Linked DNA regions of Sus scrofa: regions 2 and 3 are each linked to region 1. Evidence: chromatin contacts called from public Hi-C and promoter capture Hi-C data. All regions are on one chromosome and are shown on one strand. Each heading gives the region's core, a stretch centred on a gene start, on an enhancer-like site or on the middle of the called end of the contact. The rest is flanking DNA. Distances are from core to core; before and after follow the strand shown.

Evidence for each region. Promoter capture Hi-C pulls out the DNA fragments that hold promoters and counts their contacts. A called contact is a pair of places that touch in the nucleus more often than the background predicts.
Region 2: a contact with region 1 is called in a promoter capture Hi-C map of liver, with 4 times the contacts expected there. The contact joins the promoter of FIBIN here to the promoter of LGR4 in region 1. A contact is called at or near these places in 1 of 5 promoter capture datasets (liver) and 1 of 47 Hi-C or Micro-C datasets (embryonic fibroblasts).
Region 3: a Hi-C map of embryonic fibroblasts shows a contact between it and region 1, with 4 times the contacts expected there. The contact joins the enhancer-like site here to the promoter of LGR4 in region 1. A contact is called at or near these places in 4 of 5 promoter capture datasets (fetal liver, fetal skeletal muscle, liver and 1 more), 30 of 47 Hi-C or Micro-C datasets (adipocytes, adipose tissue, alveolar macrophages and 17 more) and 2 of 2 datasets of contacts at active chromatin or transcription factors (alveolar macrophages and skeletal muscle).

The regions. Positions count from the first base shown.
Region 1 is chr2:32,870,231-32,873,297 of Sscrofa11.1, reverse strand. It overlaps LGR4 (leucine-rich repeat-containing G-protein coupled receptor 4), which reads right to left and starts at 1,461. Exons shown (of 18, transcript XM_021083233.1): 1 at 716-1,461. The coding sequence starts at 900. LOC110259286 (a long non-coding RNA gene) reads left to right here and starts at 497. Exons shown (of 3, transcript XR_002341534.1): 1 at 497-635; 2 at 1,723-2,099.
Region 2 is chr2:33,330,232-33,333,298 of Sscrofa11.1, reverse strand. FIBIN (fin bud initiation factor homolog) reads left to right here and starts at 1,547. Exons shown (of 1, transcript XM_005658203.3): 1 at 1,547-3,067. The coding sequence starts at 2,206. The coding sequence ends at 2,841.
Region 3 is chr2:33,160,479-33,163,545 of Sscrofa11.1, reverse strand. All of the region lies in intron 2 of LOC102165168 (a long non-coding RNA gene), which reads right to left. LOC110259287 (a long non-coding RNA gene) reads left to right here. Exons shown (of 4, transcript XR_002341538.1): 4 at 1-1,811. Among named protein-coding and RNA genes, the nearest start is that of BBOX1, 130 kb to the left of the region's middle. Within about 2 kb of position 1,600, at least 12 of the 83 cell types and tissues checked have an H3K27ac peak or open chromatin away from gene starts, as enhancers often do. A contact at or near this core is called in adipose tissue and embryonic fibroblasts, where this site is marked.

The DNA of each region.
Region 1 (3,067 bases), core at 212-2,711:
ACTTTCATTTTCTTCCAACATCCTGTACTTCAGGTCAGCCTTCCTTCTTTAAAAGGCCTTGTTGGATAAGAGTATTTCACCCAGAGAAACCTGCAATTTCCCCTCCGTCTCCCTTGTTTTCACCCGGCTCTCCTGCGCGCTCCAGAACCCTGAGCTTTGCTGGTGAGTCCAGAGTGAAACTGGACAGAGGTGCCAGGCAGGTGGCTCTCCTTGGACAGGACCAAATGGCAAGGTGATTCGCCCTGACCACCATACAGGTGTTTCTTTTCCCCACATGCTGGAACCCAGGAGGCTCCAGGTGCTTCCCACGAAACGTGCCTCGGTCTCAGACTCGGGCCAAGTTCTAGGCGTCCTCACCCCCGCCGCCTGCAAAGCTCTTGCCAGCTGAGCAGAGAGGCCCGGTGAGAAGAGAAGGTCGCGTGAAAAGGCTGCCAGGGGCAAGCGTTTCCAGATTCCTCCTTCCTCCTTGGCCCCAGATGCACTCGGGGGGTGGGGATGATCGTACTCGACAAGTATGGGGAGAAGAGCTACTTGGGTCTCGGACCCGGGCTGGCAAAGCTTGGAATGTCTGCGGTGCCTGAGAGGGTGCCAAGGAGGTGACGGCGCCCGCTCTCCTCCGGACACCGGAGGGTGAGGTGAGATCGGCCACTGGCTCCGCCCCCGGCGCCCCCCCACCCCGAACCCCCTCCCCAGCGTCCCAGCCGCCCGCACTCACAGCGCTTGGGTGAAGGCGCTGAGCCCCTCGGGCACGGCCGTCAGCCCCTTCCCGGAGCAATCTACCCGACGGTCGCCGTCGCAGCTGCAGGGCGCCGAGCAGAGAGAGGGCGCCGCGCCGCTGGGCTCGGCCGAGCAGCGCAGCCCTAGGGCGAGGAAGCAGAGCAGCCCCAGCGGGCCCGGCATTGCTGCGGCCGCCTCCCGCGTCGGCCTCTCCCGCGGCGCCGCTCGCTCGGCGCGTCTCCGACGCCCTCCGACGCCCCCCGCCGCCCCGGGCGGCAGGCCTGCGGGCTGGGCCGGGGGCTCTGCGCTCTCCGCAGTCGCGCGGGCTCGGCCCCTTCAACAGTCCGCGGCAGCAGCGAAGGGACGCGGCGCTCCGGAGTTTCTCCCTTCCCGCTGCTCCATGGAAGCGCAGAGGCAGTCCCGCTCCTCCGGCGGCTCAGGCCAGCCGGCTCGGCCGGGCGCAGCTGCGGGGGCCGCGCTCTGCCATCGCACCCGCCTCCCGGTCCCAGGCCTCACGCCGCAGCCGCTCTTCAAGGTTGCGGAGCGCAGCCTTCAGCCATGCCGGCCCCTCGCCCCAGCCCCCGCCCGGCTCTCGCACAAACACCCGGGCAGTTTCTCGCTCTCTCGCGGCCGCGGCACAATCTCCTCCCGTCCTTTTTCCCTTCTAGGGTTGCACGCACGGGTTCCCAAGCCCCCAGCCACTGGGTTATGCAAATCACTTAGGTACATGCAAAACTAACCCCTCTCCCGGAGCGCCATTGGCCGGGGGAGGTCTCGAGCTTATTACTATGCAGGGAGGGGAGCCGCCATTGGCCGAGAGTGAGACCAGAGGGGCGTGTTTATCGGGCGTGAGTGACAAGGTGGTAGTGGTGGTGGTGGTTCAAGACAAAAAATCCCTGACTTGGCTCAATTTGCGTGGCAGGTTGTGGGTTGAAGGTAGAAGGATTTAAAGACACTGAATCTGGTTTTTCCTCCCCTCCCTCCCCCGTCTTCTTCCCTCTGCAGAAATCGGATCTCCTAAATTGGATGACTTGAAAAGTAGAGCTTGCCTCCAGCATTCAGTTAAATTTCAAATGACTCCACTCTTCCAAACGGCAGCGAGGACTTTGGGAGCTGTGCAAATGGAAAAAAGATTTTGAGGAGGGAGAAGGTTTCTCTTAATCTGACATAAATATTTGGGTTTTAGCTATATGCTAAATTAAAAGAGTGTAACCTCACTAGCCTTTCTCTTCACCCAATATCTTTATACCATCTTGATGTGCACTCGGTGACTATGTCTTAGCAATTAACTGTCCATGGTACAGAGTTTTGGTGACCGCAACTCAGACTGCTTTCTCGTCTACTTTAAAATCCCAGAACACAGGAACACAGGGTTAAAGAAGGTAATGTTTCTGAACACTGCACAATTTCTCCAGACAACAAAATATTTGAGTGCTAGGTAACTACCCTTGAGAAACCAGCAGCAACCTTGGTGTTAGGCAATTATCAGCATTCCTTCCTCTTTTGGACTTCTAGGGCTTAATAGATCCTACATTATTACTATCATTGTTTGTACCAAATATTGCTTTATGGGTCCCTCTTTTCTTGCTTTTTACTATGCCTTTAGGTCGTTTTACTTTATTTTGAAGTCATTTTCCATGAATGGTTTAAGGCAGGCAGGGTTAAAAATGTCACTGTCGTGGGTTAATTACTATGCCATGTAGGTAAAGAATTACTTACTTGAAAATTACTTTCTCTCCATTAAAGAAAATGGAATCAAGTCGATGCAGACTGTAAAAGTTTAAAATGAAAGTTTTCCATTATCTTTACATTTGGGAGTTTATCTTTAAAAATAATGCCAGAGAGTTCCCGTCGTGGCTCAGTGGTTAACAAACCCAGCTAGTATCCATGAGGATCCCTGGCCTTGCTCAGTGGGTTAAGGATCTGGAGTTGCTGTGAGCTGTGGTGTAGGTCGCCAATGCGGCTTGGATCCCGTGTTGCTATGGTGTAGGCCAGAAGCTACAGCTCTGATTAGATCCCTATCCTGGGAACTTCCACATGCCACGGGTGTGGCCCTAAAAAGACAAAAAATAAAATAAAAAACTACAAATAAAAATAATGCCCAGTTGGGCATATGACTAGCATACAATAAATTTGCATGCTAAAAGAGTCAATACATACAGATATGCCTTGACTTCAAATTTTAGAAATGACCTATTTCCTCTAATTGAAGATCTGAAAGAGAACTTAAAGGTAGATGGACAACCTTCTGGTTTTATAGATAAGAAATCTGAAGCTTGCAGATACTGTGCTCTGTCCAAGATCATCACAGAACAGCTCCTAGACTCCTGGTTCCTTGTATATTGCCCTT
Region 2 (3,067 bases), core at 298-2,797, 460 kb before region 1:
TTTGCATCTGTAGCTAACTTAACACTGTGCCCTGCACATAGTAGAGGGCAAATAGTTTTAAGTGCTTAAAATAGGTTTGCTTAGTTGAATTTGTTCATCAGGGAGATTTTGCAAGAACTGGAGTGAGAGTAAATTCCTCTTTCTTTCTTTTTTTTGGCCAAGTGGCCAATTTGAATCCATCTGTTGTCATTTGTAAACGTGCCAGGGGAAGAAGAATGAAGCAATATGGCTCTTGAGTCCAAGAGTCCAGTCTTTCAACCGGAGAAGGTTGTCGTTTTCTCCTGAAACACAATGAAAGTAAGTCATAGTCTCTAGTTAGCATAAACACTAAGAAAACTCACTTGGTCTATGTTTTTACGATGCCAAGTAGCTTAATAAAAATTAAAATGTGAGGTCAATGTGCTCTTCAAAGTCTATGCATGTGACACCACATCGACAAGCTATCCAGTTACTTAACCAGACTTCCCATTGCCTAGCCAGAGTTGTTTATGCCATTGAATGTGATGGCAGCAAGTATGGCATTGTGGCACTGAGTGACACCAAGCCCTTATGACTCTGAGAGGAAGATAAGAATAAACACAGGCAAATTACAGGAGTATTTCTGCTACATTTCAAGGCAAAAAGAGAAAATAACCCATAAAAATAGGGATGCTGCCTCTGTTTCCCAATCTCTCCCCTCCCTGTCTTTTCCTCCACAGCCCTATTGCAGTTCAACACACAATATCACTTATTTATTTATTTATATTAATTCTCTTTCCATGTCCCAGAATGTAAGCTCCAAGAGGGGAAGGATTTGTCTCTATTTTTGTTCACTTTTTTACAGTACCTAAAATAGATTTGCTGTATAGTAAATGCTCAATAAACACTTGGTGAACAAATCAGATGACCTTCAGGCAATTTGCTAAGCAATTCTTAAATCAGAAATTAAAATGGTGAAAAAAATACTTTTTTTTCTAAATGAAATTAAAAGACCTGGTGACTTAATGAGTGCCAGCCCAACTACAATCTAACTTTGTGACAATAAACAATTTGTTTAACAGTCTATTCCTTGGCTTCCCTGAAAGGAAAATGGAGATAACAGCACTAGCCCATATTCCTCAAAAACTTTTAAGTGTCCCCAGGGGGGTAATAGCTGTAAAGATGTAGGTTAAAGATGCAACGGAGGAGCTTAGCAAGGATGGTTTTTCAGAAAATTAAACAGCTGTCCCTTGCTGATTAAACTGAAAAATCCTATTTATCAACTTTGGTTCCTCTACATACTAGCAACCATACCTGAGTCAGTTTTCTATATTCCTATTTCTTCCAAAGTATTGGTATTGTAAAATTTAATTAACCATTTCCAAACAGAACTGCCATTTCCTACACTTCAAATTTGCTTCAGTCATAAACTTTTTAATGATAAAAATAGATACACTTACAGAGTACAATCCAACTGACACTTACTATAAAGCGTGAAATGGCATTTCTTCAGGCTAATTACCCTTCCTCTCAACATGTTAATAGCAAATCAGTCTTCCTGTTGTGAGAATTCTTTTATCCTCTTCTCTTTTATTTCTTCTTTCTTTGAAGCTAGGGTCTATTTTCCAGGATCTCCTTAACAATCTTCAAAAATAGACCCTGTACCTTTAATAGCAGAGACCTGGTGAGAGGTTTCTTTCCAAACTTGTTCCTTGGCTTCCAAGTGACGAAACCAGCTGTAATTTGAGAGCTGAGAGATCCTCAGGATATCATTAGCCAAAGGAAAAGCTCCGCATTCCCACCCAGTCCAGGAGCTGAAATATTATCCCAGGGCAAGAGCCTTTCTCTCCAGCTACAGGCTCCAACTCCCCGGGGCAAGGGGGAACTCGGAGAGCGAGAGTGGCGCAGCGGAGCCAAAGTCCTGCAAGAGCCCTGGAGGAGGGGATCCCTATCCGCGCCGGGATCCCTCCAGGAAAGAGGAGGCTGAGTTCTAGTCACCGGATCAAGCACAGGAGCTCAGAGCGACCGTGCATCCTGCGCTGCTGGCTGCGGGGGCTGCTACCCAGGCTCTTGTGCCGCAGCCACATGAAGCCAGCTGGGGAGGGGGGGCCAGGGTGCAGCAAGCCAGCTGGGATTGAGGCTGACGCCGCCGTCTCTGGGAAGCACTGACTTCCAAGGGGACCCCCTTCCTTGTTTCCCGGGCAAAAAGTCTTCTCCAGGGGTCCCCTTTCATTCTGAACATTCAGGATGGTGTTCCTGAAGTTCCTCTGGATGGGTTTTCTGTGCCACCTGTGTCAGGGCTACTTCGATGGTCCTCTCTACCCCGAGATGTCCAATGGGACTCTGCACCACTACTTTGTGCCCGACGGGGACTACGAGGAGAACGATGACCCCGAGAAGTGCCAGCTGCTCTTCAGGGTGAGTGACCACCGGCGCTGCTCCCAGGGGGAGGGTAGCCCGGCCAGCAGTCTGCTGAGCCTCACCCTGCGGGAGGAATTCACGGTGCTGGGCCGCCAGGTGGAGGACGCCGGGCGCGTCCTGGAGGGCATCAGTAAGAGCATCTCCTACGACCTGGACGGGGAGGAGAGCTATGGCAAGTACCTGCGGCGGGAGTCCCACCAGATCGGGGACGCTTACTCCAACTCGGACAAGTCCCTCACTGAGCTGGAAAGCAAGTTCAAGCAGGGCCAGGAACAGGACAGCCGGCAAGAGAGTCGGCTCAACGAGGACTTCTTGGGGATGCTGGTCCACACCAGGTCCCTGCTGAAGGAAACGCTTGACATCTCTGTGGGGCTCAGGGACAAATACGAGCTGCTGGCCCTCACCATCAGGAGCCATGGGACCCGGCTAGGTCGGCTGAAAAATGACTATCTTAAAGTGTAGGTGGAAGAAAGCACTGCCTGCGGAGAGGGCATCAAATCAAACCCCATAGTGGAGGGTGGGGGACAGAAGATGGGGCTAACTTTTTCCTTATACTTATGATTTTTTTAATAACCAGATTTGCACTTGGAGAATGATCAGAAGTGATCTTTAAAAAGCAAGAACTGAGAGTTGAATGATTTTAGTTTTGTACATTATTTATGTGATTGTTATTGATTTGTCACCTGGA
Region 3 (3,067 bases), core at 351-2,850, 290 kb before region 1:
ATCGCAGCAATGTTTATAATATCAAAACGTTATTTAAAAAAATCAAAGTTCCCAACAATGAGAGATTCATTAACTAAATGACAGCTCATTCATAGAATGGAATGGGATCTAGCCTGTCGCCCAGCATCGGGGAGCGGGTGTACTCCATCACTGTGGGACAATGAAAGTTAAATGAAATAAATAAAAGCATTTGCTGCCTTGCAGAAGAAAGATGGCAGTGTTAATAAAAAAAATGCATTCTGCATATGATAATTGATTTTTTAACAAGTGTATTTTATTTGTGAAAAATGTCTGAGAAATATATGATTTTTTTTAATTCATTGGGTAAATGAGTGCTTAAAATTTAAAAATAAGATGCTGTGAAGTCAAGTATACACTGTTCCCTAATAGGAACATATCAGACTGCCTTAGGCAAGCCTTTAGGAACAAAGCCATTCAGACAAAGGCCATTAGCCTGAAAGCCACTGAAAGATCTTAGCCATGTCCACAGAAGAACCCAGACACATGCTGGGAAACTCCCCACCCCAATAATAAGTTGAAACACCCCATCCCATAAGTAGTAGTAGTTCTTATATCAGCTAACAGATTGTTAAAAGAACAAAAATTTTATTGCTTCTTTTTTCTCTTCCTCCTGTTGCACCCATCTCAGTACCCACATGCTCAGCTCAAGCATTTCATCAAGGTGATACTAAAACTCTTTTTTTATATTTTACCCCCAATCCCTTTGTAACAGCTAGCTTGAAACCCATCCATCAACCAGAAAAATCTCAACTGGAACATCTTGAAAACACAGAGAAAGATAAACAGAAAACCGAATCACATTTTCTTGGGCATTTCAAACCTCCCACCCCCACTAAGGGTTTTCAAGTTCCATATTCGGTCATTATTGGCTAGTGTCATTGATTCACTACTAACCAGTCACCCGATGGCTTCAAACAGAGCTCTCAGTGTGTGGAAGTAAAGATGTTATCACCAAGAAAGTCAAGGGCCTGGGAGGCAGCTGGTTGCTTTTACAGGGACTGACGTATCTGGAAGGAGACTCTGCCTGGCTTCTGAATATAAACAGGAATGAGTCAGGTAGAAGCAGAATAAATAAGCACAGTGACTGAGAGACATTTCCCAAAGAGCAGGCTCGGGGGAGTGGAATAGACACCAACCCCCCCTGGGGTTTCTGCCAGACTCAATGTTAGGAGGAGGACAGACTTTGGAGTTGACAAACCTGACTTAGAATACTGGTTCAGCCAGCTCTTAAGAGTATATGCTGAGCAAGTTACCAAACCCTCTGAGCCTCAGTTTTCCTGCCAGAAAAAATGGATGCAATAACACCTACTTCCCAGGGTCGTTGGGAATAATTAGAGCCAATGTGGGAACTCGTTATGCCTAGCATGTCATGAATACTATATAAATGAGGATGCTGTTATTTGGGAAGGAGAAGCCAAGCCAGGCAGGATACAGGAAACATTCTTAGGGAAGAGACGACGTCCAAATATTCTCTTTCCATTTCAGATCAGCCAGCTTTCAACAACCGGAGTGGAAGGCACCAGCTGAATTCACTCTTTCCATCCAGCTAGAGGTCAGTATTGCACCAATCTCCCTGAGGAAGAAAGCAGGGATCCTACAGCCTATTTTTAGAGAATCTGTCTGCCTTTCCAGCCTCGGGCTCTTCAGTGTCCTTTCCTACAGCTTTCAGGATGGGTTCACCCTCGTGGGTAAGCATCTCCATGTCATCAGAAAATTTCATCTCATCCCACTCACGGATGTGATCTGAGGGATTTGGAGGCATAGATTTAAAAAAATAAAGGGGCAGAGAGTTCCTGTCGTGGCTCAGTGGTTAACGAATCTGAGTAGGAACCATGAGGTTGCGGGTTCGATCCCTGGCCTTGCTCAGTGGGTTAAGGATCCGGCATTGCCATGAGTTGTGGTGTAGGGTGCAGATGTGGCATGGATCCCGTGTTGCTGTGGCTCTGGCGTAGGAGGGCGGCTACAGCTCCAACCCCCCCCTCCGCCCTGCCCCAGCCTAGGAACCTCCAAATGCTGCGGGAGCGGCCCAAGAAATGGCAAAAAGACAAAAAACAAAAACAAACAAACAAAAAAAGTAAAGGGGCAGAGGGATTCAAAAGAACAGGAATTTCCCATCGAGACTGGAATTCTTCACAGAGAGTGCCTTTCTGTTACAGGAGTTTAATCATAAACCTATTATTCAGAAATACAAAATTCATTGATGGTTAGGGACCTAATACTTTTAAGCGGGCCTACTCCCTGCCAAGTGAGATCTCACTTGGTTGAATGAGGCAAGAAGGGGGCCCGTGGTTGTTTGCAGGGATCTTTCTGGGCCATTTCTGGCACACTGCTTTTGTGCCAGTGCAATCTCTTTTGCTCCCTCATCTCTCTTTGTCTCTCTGTCACACACGTCTCTGTCTCTTTATTTCTCTGTCTCTCTTTATCTCTGTCACACACACACACACACACACACACACACACACACACACACACACAAACATTCAGTTCCCCATGAGAATGATAAAAGCAATGGCTAAAGCAAAGTGACAAACAGCGTTCCTGGAGCAAAAGGCTCACTGGCCTGGAAGGAATCTCAGACATCATGTCCCCTATCTGTCTGATAAGATTTCATCTAAAATCCTTCCTGGCTGAGTGGAGATCAGGCCAGTATAAATGATCACCATAAAGTCGATCCTTTTGTATTCGTTCATTCACCCCCCCAGACACTTATTAAATGCTTACACTAAAAATAATAATAAGTGCCTACGTTTACTCAGCCTCTACTGTGCATCAGGCATAATGGCGGGGGAAAGAGGCAAACAAAAATGTACAATTACCATCTCTAGGAAGTGCTGTGAAGAAGAGGTTCAGAAAGCTCTAAGTGTTCAGTGTAGAAACCTGACCTCCTCTGGGGAAGATCTTGGTATCCAGGGAACTAAATGAAGGTCGTGTACTCAGAGCAGGTGGGGCAAAAGTCTAGAAGGGCGGGCCTGGGCTGCACCATACTGTCTCATGAAGCATAGAAAGGATTTTGGTCTTTATCCTGAGCAGTGGGAAGACACTGAAG